Linked DNA regions of Mus musculus: region 1 is linked to region 2. The links are chromatin contacts, called in public Hi-C maps. All regions are on one chromosome and are shown on one strand. The core of a region is the stretch at or near the end of the contact, and the rest is flanking DNA. Distances in the headings are between cores, read along the strand shown. Region 1 has its middle 91 kb from the start of 2610037D02Rik. Region 2 holds the start of A130051J06Rik (a long non-coding RNA gene).

Region 1 (5,879 bases), core at 1,005-3,504, 300 kb after region 2:
CTATTACCAAGTGTGTGCTCACCAGAAAACCCGGCTTTTCTTCCAGAACAATAGGCTGGGCAGGTCCTCCCATGTCCCCTCTTCCTGCTGGGAGCATTTCCCAGTCTGTCGTCATGGGGTCTGAGCATGCTCATTTCATTCCACGGACAACGACACGGTTCCAGCTGCTCTCTACTCAAGCTACAGTTTTAAAGTCATGGAGCCAAGCTCAAATTGTTCCCACTTAGGCGTGACTGTTTAAGCCACAGCAGGGCTGGGGGCACTGAGCAAGAGAAAGGGGCAAGAACGAAGGCAGCTCCCCATAGAGCTAGGGCACACAGGGATAGCAACCCCAAGCCACAAAGTGAGTTCTAGGTCAGCCTGGGCCCTACCTTAACCAAAAACCCAAACAAACAAACAAACAAACAAAAAACACATGTCCTTTCCCAGCTACGTGGTCAGATGACCAGTAAGTGAGACCAAGACAGGTGTTGCTAAAATTCTTTCCTAGGGGTGGGATAGAAGTAACATCTATCCCGTCTTCGAAGGTTCCAACAACAAACAGAGGGAGGATTCCTCCAACGTTCACTCTGGAAAGCCAATGGATTTACAGGGCTCCCTTACAAAGCATCAGTGAGGGCTCATGTATAGGAGTATGGACATTTCCTCACACACCCCCCACATCCCCACACCCTCAAACCCCCTCCACCTCCCTCAAGACATGCCTTACCTGGAAAGTCTCACTCAGCAGGACGAGAGACTCCCTTTAGCTCTATAGATGGACTCCCATCTCTGTAGCTCTTCTCTGAGGCCGTACACAGAGATGCCAGGTGGTAGGTAGGGAGCTGCTGAATTCTCAGGCAAGAATCCCATACCTATTCCACCCATGTGCTCACGTGTGTGTGTGTGTGTGTGTGTGTGTGTGTGCGTGTGTGTGTGTATACACATGCCTATAAGTACATGTGTCTGTCTGTATGTTTATGTGTATATGTGTCTGTGTGCCTCTGTGTGTGTCTGTGTTTCTCTGTTTGTACATGTCTGTGTATGTGCTGTGTGTCTATGTGCTTATGTCTATCTGTGTGTACCTATGTCTGTGAGTACATGTGTCTGTATGTGTGTTTGTGTGTGTGTATGCATATGTCTATGTGTATATCGGTATGTCTCTGTCTGTACACATGTCTGTGTGCATATCTGTATGACATGTCTGTGTCCGTGTATTTGTATAAACATGTGTCTGTGTGTATATCTGTGTGTCTCTGTGTGTGTCTCTGTCAGTACGCATGTCTGTGTATCTGTGTATGTGTCTGTGTGTATGTGTCTCTATGTGTGCATGTATGCTTCTGTGTAAGTCTGTGTCTGTATCTGTGTGTTTCTCTCTGTATGTGAATGTTTGTGTGTGTTATATCTCTAAATGTCTGTGTGTGTCTGTGTACATGTCTGTGTGTGTTTTTATGTGTATGAATCTGTGTGAGTGTCTGTGTGTGTATGTGTATGTATGTATATCTTTGCATGTATGTCTATGTGTGTAGGTTCTTGTGTAAACCATCAATAAACCTGGTCGGGATGGTCTTTTGCAAAAGAATGTTGATGAATGCCCCAAGCTGGTAGCTGCTTGGCTCAGAGGACAGGCACAGCAATAGGCAAAAGGGAAATCAGTTAGTGGATGTACCAACAGACTCATGTTTAGCGTACTATCAGTGAGGACTTAGGGACTCACCCAGAGACAGGACCACTCTGAGTGACATGGGCTACAAGGCTTAGGGTAGACTTCACTATGGAAGTCAGTACAATGGCCCTAGCATCTGCAGTGGGCCTGAAGTTGCTGTAGCTCAGAAAGACTAGTATTACAAAGAAATGCTGCGTATGAGGCAGAGGACAGAGAGACCAGAACCCATATGGGTGAACTAGAACTCAAAGAGCCAAAGGGTTTCCATGGCTGCCTCTCACTATGCTACCCTCCAGGACGCCGGTGATCTACAGAAAACACCTTTCAGGATAAAGAACTGGCTGGGCCTGGCATAGCCATGGCTCAGCTAAGGCCACAGCCAACAGAGGAAGCAGTAGACAGAAGACAACGTGCAGAAGGGCGCAGGGCTCCGAAGTCATGCCAGCCTCCTCCCTGCTGTCTTCCTAACTGCAAGCAAACTTCAGATGTGGCCAACTCTAACCCAGAACCATACATGGAATGGAATTCTAGGAGAGGTGGTTCCCACAACCGAGCTGACACCCTGTCCAGCCTCCGCAGCATCCAGCAGAGACGTCTCCCTAAGAGATTTCCCAGGATTTACTGTCTTAGACCGCAACCTTTGTGGGAGATGGAACTCTGCTCTGCTCTGCTCTGCCCTGGGTTAGCGTGAACCAAAGCTTGTCAGTGAAAACACGCCACTCTCTTCCAAGCATTCTGGCTGCGATACTCTCCTCCTCTGCTCCGTCATTAAGGCAATTAGGTATCCCTGCTGAGAACACAATTGAGTCTACAGAACAATGTGATCAGCATTTTTCCCCTGGTGTTTGAGAAAGTTATCATCAAGCATAAACTTCTCCTGGTATCATATTTTACAAGATGAAAAGACTTCATTTTGTTGTCACTGACCTACCAACCTGGCATTTGTTCCTTAGAAACAATCACATTCTTCAGCCTGAGAAAGGAGACATCGCATCTCCTGATCCCCCCTCCCCTCGTTTACCGAAATGCCCGTCGGTAAAAGTTTCAACGATTTTTATTTCTAAGATGCTGCTCTCGTTCTGGAAAACAATTCTACTATCTGAATAAGTTACAGTAGTACTTCATTCTCCTTGTGTTGAAGTCAGCCCAAATAGATAATACGTCACAGTAATCTCTCAGAGCAGCCAAGATCTTAGTGATAGCTGAATTCTGAGTAGAGCAACTTGCCTGGGATGATCATTAGCTAATGGCTGCTGTTAAGATACTTAATAATATAATGACTTCATTGAGGTCAGAGCTCTGTCTCATTTGTATCTGCATACAAAGCACCTGGCGTATACTAGAAAAGCAAAACAAAATTTATCAGAGAGAACAATGGGCTTTTTAAAATGTGACTTTAAATGCTTGCCTATAAAAGCCTGGCTTTGAAGGACCGACTTAGACCTACAACTTCAAAGACAAGGTGAGCACTAAGAACACCAGTCACGTTCGGGGACAATGGAAAGGAGGTCATTTATCTGCCTCTGTTAATTTCCATCAAAAGCCATTTATCAAGCTGTGTATGGTGGCAAACATCTTTAATCCCAGCACTGGCGTGTGGGGTAAACAGAGGCAGGCAGATCTGAGTTCATGGCCAGCCTGGTCTGCACAGGGAGACCCTATCTCAAAGAAATAAAAAATAACACCCCTCCAATAACAACAAAATATTACCAATTTTAATACTATATATCAAGTAGCATTCCAGGCAAAGATAAGATGGAGACCTATCCCTCAAATACTCTGCCTTGTCTGGATGCAGACCCAGAAGCACACGGCTGACTTTTTAAAAGACTCATGTAGACAGCAGGCGGTGAGCACATGCCATCAGACTCATGTAGACAGCAGGCGGTGAGCACATGCCATCTCCGGAGCCTGTTCTGTCCGAAATAAATGGCAGGACCTAACTTCTGTGAGCCCAAGCTCAGGGCTGGGAAAGACGCACACATAGCATGGCTCTGATTTCACACTGCCTGAATCCAAACGCCCATTCTGGAGGCAGGGGAATGTTTCCCAGGCTTCTCCTTACTGGTAGTTTATGTCCACCCACAGCTTAAGAAAAAATCTTTGTTAATACCTGAGCCTGCAGAACCAGAAAAGTCACATAGATGTGGTTTTCAAATCTAACTCTGGCACAACCATTCTCATTGGCAAAGTACCTCTCAGATATATGCAGGCCGGTTCTTTGGGAAGAACTTGAATTGGAGGCTACAGATGCACTCATTTGACTAAGCCTGGAAACCCCCCCACCTGTGAGCGCCCAGGCAGTTCCTGATTGGTGGCCAGGCACAAAGCTGAGGAGGAGGAGGAGGAGGAGGAGGGGAGGAGGAGGAGGAGGAGGAGGAGGAGGAGGAGGAAGGGGAGGAGGAGAGAAAGAGGGGAGGAGGAGGGGGAGGAGGGGGGAGGAGGAAGGGGAGGAGGAGGGATTGAGAAGCCAAGGTGACTATCACAGAGCTTGGGTAAAATGACAAATCAATGGAAACAATTGCGCAGAGCCACAATGTGTTCTTCATAAACCAAGGGAAAGATCGCTATGCTCTTAAATGTGGGATACACATTCACTTATTCTATGCAGTGTGTTCCTGAACAAAACTCCAGCCTGGCAAGAAGGTACAGGGAGTAGGCTCTTGCCACCAATCCTGACAACCTGAGTTCAGTTCCCAGAACACACATATGGTAGGGAGAAAACTGACTCTCACAAGTTTTCCTCAGCTCTCTACACAGGTGCATGTGCCTACAGACACACACACACAGAGGAACAAAAATTAAGTAAATGTAATAAGAAGTTAAATATGTTTTAGATTTAGTCACGTATGTGTATGTGTGTGCCCAAGTGTGCACCACACGTGTACATGAACCAGGGAAGCATGTCAGACCTCCCAGAATTGGAGTCACAAACATTCGTGAGCCACCCTGTGGATGCTAGGAGCTGAACCCAGATTCTCTGCAAGAACAGTAACCACTATTAATATTAACCATCGAACATCTCTCCAGCCCAATAATAATGACGATTAATAATAATAAACAATTAAGAAAAAGAACACTCACTTACTCACTTGAATTTCAACCAAACAGAAAAATGGTTTCATAGGGCATAACTATGCTCCTGGTTCTTTTCCTATCATCCTCTGGTATTGAAGTTTGAGGAGCCGTGTAATATGGAAAGTGGGGCGTTCTTCATTCACCCATTACTTATTCTCATTTTTTCTTCACTAAAATTTTTATCAGCCTCATCTTCATCAACACGTAGATGAGAAATTGAAATCAGTTGTCTAATGCATCAAAGAAAATCTCACCTGTTCTAAAATAACCAGACACATTATTTTGCTCTCACTTTCGGGCTTTTCATTCTGATGGCAAGGTGCTAGAAACTTCACAAAGACATGCATAAACTTTCACTGCAAGTTAGTCGAAGTAACTCCCGTCAAAGTGAACTGTTGCAAAAGTGTGCACTTCTAAAGACACAAGTGGATTCTCTACTGTCTCAGAAAGAAGCTAAATCAACAGCTAGGCAAGAAACTCCAGCTGAAAGCTGCTCACGTGAGAATTACAGACCCTGTTGCCTGTCTGACATAAAATGCTGAATGTTATGAATGTTTGCAATGTTCTCATCAGCAGTGTCAAGAACTGGAGTGGCAGCTTGTGGATTGAGTGTCCATGTTCCCTCCTAGGCACACATGTCCATACCCTTGGTCCCAGTCGGTGGAGCTGCAGTGAAGGCTTAAGAGGTACAGTCTTGTTGGAGGAAGTATGTCACTAAAGGTGGACTTAGAGAGTTTCAAGACTCCCTCAACTTCCGGGTCATTCCCTGAACTTCCTGCTTTCAGTTCAGAACGTGAGCTCTCCACTCCTGTTCTTCCTGCTTTGTCTGTCACTTGTTGCCATCATCTCCAACTCACCATAACGGACACTCACGTCTCTGAGACCATACGCCAAAACAAACCCTTCTCTTCCTTAAATGGTCTTTGGTCATGGTATTTAATCACAGCAACATGAACGTAATCAAGGCAGAAGTTGGTACCAGAGAGCGGGCTGCTGCTATGAAGAACCAAACCATGTTCATCTTTGGAGGAATGCATAAGACTTTGGGACTTTGAACTAAAAAGTGCTGTAATCAAAGCTTAAAGGGCTGTCCTACTGAGCTTGAAAGGCAGTGATGCTGAGCGTAACGGAGGCTGGGGTGGCCCAGCTCAAAAGG
Region 2 (5,423 bases), core at 1,227-3,726:
TAGGCCATGCGTCCTATGATGTCTGAGGATACAGAGCAGGTAGAGACAGCCCCACCTTTGGTGCAGTTTGTATTCTAGATGTGATCCGTGAAAGCCAAATGCACGCAAGATTATGCTCATTTACTGAAAGTCCCTTTAGTGCCTTGTGTGTGCTAGGTATGGTCTTCGCTCTGGGAATTGATCAGTAGATAAGACATATGGCCCCTACCCTCAGCGCATGGGCTGCCTGGCAGGGTGAAGCAGACGTATCAAGTGGGTGCAGCAAGTTATATTTCAAGGCTGTAAAAGGAGAGCAAACCAGGATGGCACAGTGAGAAGAGAATCTTGGCTGTGCCCACCACTCTCCAGGGGGAGGGCTTTCACTGGGGAATGGCTGGCCCTGCAGCTGTTCTTTTCATAGTTCTAAAAATACCCTGATCTTAGGGGAGCATGGCTTTGAAAAGCAGGGCTGGGTGAAGAAGGCTCAAGTGTACATTTGGCGAACATGTGAAACCCTGCCTTTGCTTTCAGGTTTCCAGGTCCAGTTGCCCTGGGGAACTAGTCGGGCGCAGGCTTTATTTATGATGATATCCGTGGTCTTTCATGCACCTTGCAGAGGTGGTTCATAGTCCTAAGCCCCACTATTCCTTGGTGTGTTTGTTGGCTGCAATAGCTACACTGGGTTAGAGGCAATAAAATACAGTTGCATCTTCAGGTCCCTTCATGATGGCTTTATAGTTCAACTTAGCACGATGCTCTCCCTTCCGTAGGTTTGAAAGGGATGCTAAGACCTTTGAAGTCATCAGTTGTTAGTTTTTCTGTGTTGCCCAAGGAAGAGGGGAGACAATGGGTACTGCCATTCCCTGCTCACATCTGTGCCTCTCTTGACCTCAAGGGCTTGGGGACCTAGAGCAGAATGACTCTTCTGGACTAAGCCAGCACTGAGTTCTCTTCTCTGGCTGCTCTCCTGGGGGCTATGAATCACTTCTGTGGGGAAGAGGCGGGACTGACTTTGCTGGGAGTCACAACCCAGCCCCTGAGGGCATGAATCAGAAGTCTGGTGGAGCAGGAAAGCCCCACAGGTGACTGAGGCTTGGCTCCAGCTTCTCCTCCTGAAACCCTTGCTGGAGAATCTCTCTTTCCTGTCAGAGCACCTAGAGTTATATGGAAGGACGAAAGTTAAGGCTTGTTTTGTTCTCAGGTCGTGGGGCAGGAGGGCATGAGAACAAACTCTGTTCTCATTGACTGTTATAAACAAGAGTCCTCTCGCTTGAGATTCTGTGTTAGGTTGTACATCCTAGAATGGCATCTCACCTTACTTGTGGTTCCTGGCCAAACGGGAGTCTTCTTGATGGGTGAACTCGAGGGAGTGTGAGAGACTGATGCTGCCTTCTGCCATGCTTTTGTCTGATAGGAGCCCACTCTACGGATGCTCTTGATTAGATTTTTAAAGTTCACTTCATATAGTGAGTGATATGCGATGTAAACTGTAAAGCTTGGCAGATCCTGGGTCTGACTGCCACCCACACTCAGGTGGAGGCCACGCCCCTCCACCCCCACCCCTACCCCACATCCCTCATTTCTTTTCTCAGTTCAGGGGAACAGTTTGAAGACCTCTTCTGTAAACTGAGGGTGCCAGCTGTTGGAATTGACCCAAATAGAACAAAGTAGAGTATAATAATCTTTTATGCTTGCCCCTTTTCATGTCACGTGGTATTTTTTTGGAGATTAATCTAGTGTGGTTATCTATTCCCATTAGTCCAGTGTATTTGAACTACAAGAATATCTGGAAAAGACCTTTTTTTTGGTTAAATCTTAACATGCTACCTAACGCTACCTTTTCATTCTATTTAAAGTCAGATTTCTTCCTTTCTTTTTTTTTCTTTTTTTCTCTTTCTTACTTTTTTATTTTTCTTTTAGTTATTTTTGTGGTTGTATCCACCGCTCACACAATGCTTTTGCTTATACTAGGAAGTTAACTGACTTTAAGTTGGGGAGGTGGGTACAGGCAAACTGTACTCATTTTAATTGCTTTGCTGTCTGAATCCAAACTCAGAGTCACTTCATACGCTGTCCCTGAGTGCCCAGGCTGCTGGGTGCAACAGCAATCCATAGAGAAATACATGCGGGTTTGTTCCTTCCACACAAGAATGTCAAGTATAATAATTAATTTTTCCAAAAGGTCAGCACTTGCTGGCATTTTGACTAAGGCATGTTTCGGACAGATATTCTTAGCCTTCATCTGGTAACTAAAGAGCTCTAAGAACCCAAAACTAAAACTGACCTGCACCAAGAGAGGAGGCAGGACTTACCGTTGGCCCCAGATATAATATTCCACAGTGTTTGTCCAAGCCCGTGGGTTCCCAGTTCTCAGAGAAGTTACTTGGCGCTGGCGTTGCTTTCCCTGCCGCGTGACTCATGATTTCTTAAGGCTGATTAGTCATTCACTGCCTGAGTTATGGAGGCCTAGGAACTGCCTGAATCAAATTACAGCCCCCATCCACACTCCCCCTAGAGCTAGCTCCTGAGTCCCAATTCTTAGCAGGGCCACACCCCAGTCAGAGGAACTAATTCTGGCTCTCTGTGAGAAGCCTTGAAGCACTCAGCATTCCCCAGGAGCCTAGCAATAGCCTAGCAATGGCCTTGAGCTCTGATGCCATTGCCTGCCTCCCACCGAATTCCCCCATGTGTCCATATTCCTTGCTTGGAAATGTTTTTCCTCGGCTTAGGGCCTCTGGTTCAATCTGGCTCTGGTTTGTGTCTTTAGAAGCCTTGTCCAATGTGGTGCTACCTGCCTCCTGCTTGAGGTAGACCTGGGGTGTGTGTGTGGGGGGTGGGGGGGGGATGCCTGCCTGGCTTGGTGTCCCTTAGTGGATTTAATCATTTCTGATGTGTCCCAGGTGGGACTGCCACATTGGTGGTGCCTGAAATCTTGCGTCTGACTGTTATTTTATTTTCGCTGTCCTTCTTCGGTCATGTTAGGACTGTTGGATATAAGATGGTGAAAGGGGTATGGTATGAGAGAGAGGCTGAGCTTCAGCCCGCCACCTGAAAAAGACCCAGTGCTTTCTAGGATGTGGGGAAGTCATATCCCTCCTGGTGGTAGGCAGACATGTGGATCTGGCAGCTGACAGATCCTTTGAGAAGCAGCTCCCAGGGGCCTCGTGACCTTGAGCTTCCTGATGCTGACGTAGTGAAAATGGCACGCTGTCCAGGCTTGGTGTGGATGCCTTAATCCCAGAGCATGTGGCTGAAAAGCTCCCTTCTGTATTTTACATCATGAGAAGTGGACATCCCCTCAGTGTTTGTGAGAAGCCCTTTAGTCAAAACCAGCATTCTGTAGTAAACTGTTTGCATCTGATGAGTCATGCATGACTCTCAACCTTTTCCTTGCCTCATGGAGACTGGTGTCATTCCTTAGCTGGCATGGCCAGGTGTCTGTCTCTCACGTCTTGATGACTGTGTTCTCCGAGGTGGCTTTGCTCCTGCACCCTCCTGCTTTTTTTCAGTTTCTCCCTGGCACAAATCTTCCTTGCAGGGTCTCTCCTCTGGCCTGCTTGAATTCTGAGTTCAGATAGATGAAGGGAGGTTTCTGTGAAGGGCAGAATGGTCTTCCTTGGTTTAATAGAGGGAAATTAGGCGTTTGTGGTTAAGTGCACAGGCAGCGCACCCTGACTGTTGGATAGAGCTGAGACACACACCTGGTTGGTTTTATGTGTGGCTGTGTGTATGGGGTACTGGGTCAATTTTTAATTTAAAAAATTAATTCTGTGAATAAGTAAACTTTAGGGTTCACTGTCAGACTTGTGTTAGAGATAGCCTGTGTGTGACCTGTTGTTTGCTTTACTAATAAAGAGTTTTATGAATTCTTACATATTAAGTTCTAAATGGACAGGGAAGAGTCCTGCCCTGGATTTGTTTCTGATGCTCTGATAAAATCCCACTACCGGGGCTGGAGAGATGGCTCAGCGGTTAAGAGCACTGACTGCTCTTCCGAAGGTCCTGAGTTCAAATCCCAGCAACCACATGGTGGCTTACAACCATCCTTAATGACATCTGACTCCCTCTCCTGGTGTGTCTGAAGACAGCTACAGTGTACTTACATATAAAATAAATAATAAATAAAATCAAAAAAAAAAAAACACTACCAAAAGCAACTTAGTAGCAGGGAAAGGACTTTATGTCTCCTATAATTCCAGGGTATAGGCCATCATGGTGGGGAAATTAAAGCAGGCACTTCAAACAGCTGGTTATATTACATCCACTGTCAGGGGCAGAGAGAAATGAATGCATGCATTTGTATGTGTTAAGCGTGATTTCTGTGCTCTTAAACAGTTCAGGACTTCCTACCTAGGGAATAATACCACCATAGGTACTGCCTAGGGAATGATGCCACCATGTGAACTGCCTAGAGAATGGTGCTGCCCACAGTGGACTGGGTCTTCCCATATTAATTAAGACAGTCTCCCACAGACATGAGGCCAGCTCAGTATGTAGACTGCCCTACATCAAGACTCTTGCCAATGATTCCAGGTTGTGTCAAGTTGACAGTTAAAGCTAACCATCCTACTTCCTGAGTTTTTTTTTTAATATGTTACAGTTTTTATATTCTTTTGAATAATGTTTATATCTATTGATTTTTAACCTGTATATCATCCCTTGGTATCTGTGGAGGACTGGCTTTAAGATCTTAAAGTCCTCAGGTGTTCAGGCCCTTTATGTAAGTGGTATGGTGTTTCCATATAACCTACAGTATACTATAAGTAAATTCTATATTGTGGGACCACATACACTGTAAAGACTGTTAATACCTGCCCTGGCTGTTCCAGTGCTAACACTGTATTCCTTAGGGGAAGTGTGAAGAAGTGTGTGCTCAGCCCGCAGTAGGTGCAGGCTTTTTACATTTTCAGTCTGAAGTTGGTTGAAACTCTAGATGTAGATCCGGAAGGCAGAGAAAGGCTGGCTGTGTACTAGTTAGGTATCTGCATACAGTTGTTCAACACCATCACCCATGACTTCTGCTGTGTAAAATATCCATTTGCTATTATGTCCCCAGTAATGAGAGATTACCCGGATAGAGTAATGACTATTCTAGATTGCTTTGGAGTTTTTTGCAGTCTAAATAGATTTGTTTCTAGGAGTCCTGTGGGCCTTGCATTCTAAACTTTAAATGAGATTGCGTTTGTAGCATTGGCCCGCCGTGGTAGGCTGCAGTAAAGGGTTTAGTTTTTCTATGTCTACCAGTTTCCTCTGGTTTGGGTCTTAAGAGAAGTGCTTTTTTCCCCCTTGTTGGAGACAGAATATCACTATGTGGCCCAGCCTGGCCTTAAACCAGAGCTCTTCTTGCCTCAGCCTCTCTGGTGCTGGGATTACAGGTACACATAAAGGTGCCAACCACCTTGGAGGAGACGAGTGGAAATCTTAGGATAGTGAACGGCACTTTT

What was found. A called contact is a pair of places that touch in the nucleus more often than the background predicts.
Region 1: a Hi-C map of uterus shows a contact between it and region 2. The contact joins the enhancer-like site here to the promoter of A130051J06Rik in region 2. A contact is called at or near these places in 3 of 39 promoter capture datasets (the C10 cell line, the HPC-7 cell line and frontonasal cranial neural crest), 1 of 484 Hi-C or Micro-C datasets (uterus), 4 of 115 datasets of contacts at active chromatin or transcription factors (embryonic forebrain, embryonic limb bud and embryonic stem cells) and 1 of 9 other capture datasets (pancreatic islet).

The regions. Positions count from the first base shown.
Region 1 is chr15:96,103,882-96,109,760 of GRCm38.p6, forward strand. No RefSeq gene overlaps it. Among named protein-coding and RNA genes, the nearest start is that of 2610037D02Rik, 91 kb to the right of the region's middle. Within about 2 kb of position 2,255, at least 12 of the 459 cell types and tissues checked have an H3K27ac peak or open chromatin away from gene starts, as enhancers often do. A contact at or near this core is called in uterus, where this site is marked.
Region 2 is chr15:95,801,985-95,807,407 of GRCm38.p6, forward strand. A130051J06Rik (a long non-coding RNA gene) reads right to left here and starts at 2,477. Exons shown (of 2, transcript XR_875618.2): 1 at 2,292-2,477. The region is part of intron 1 of Ano6 (anoctamin 6); the gene reads left to right.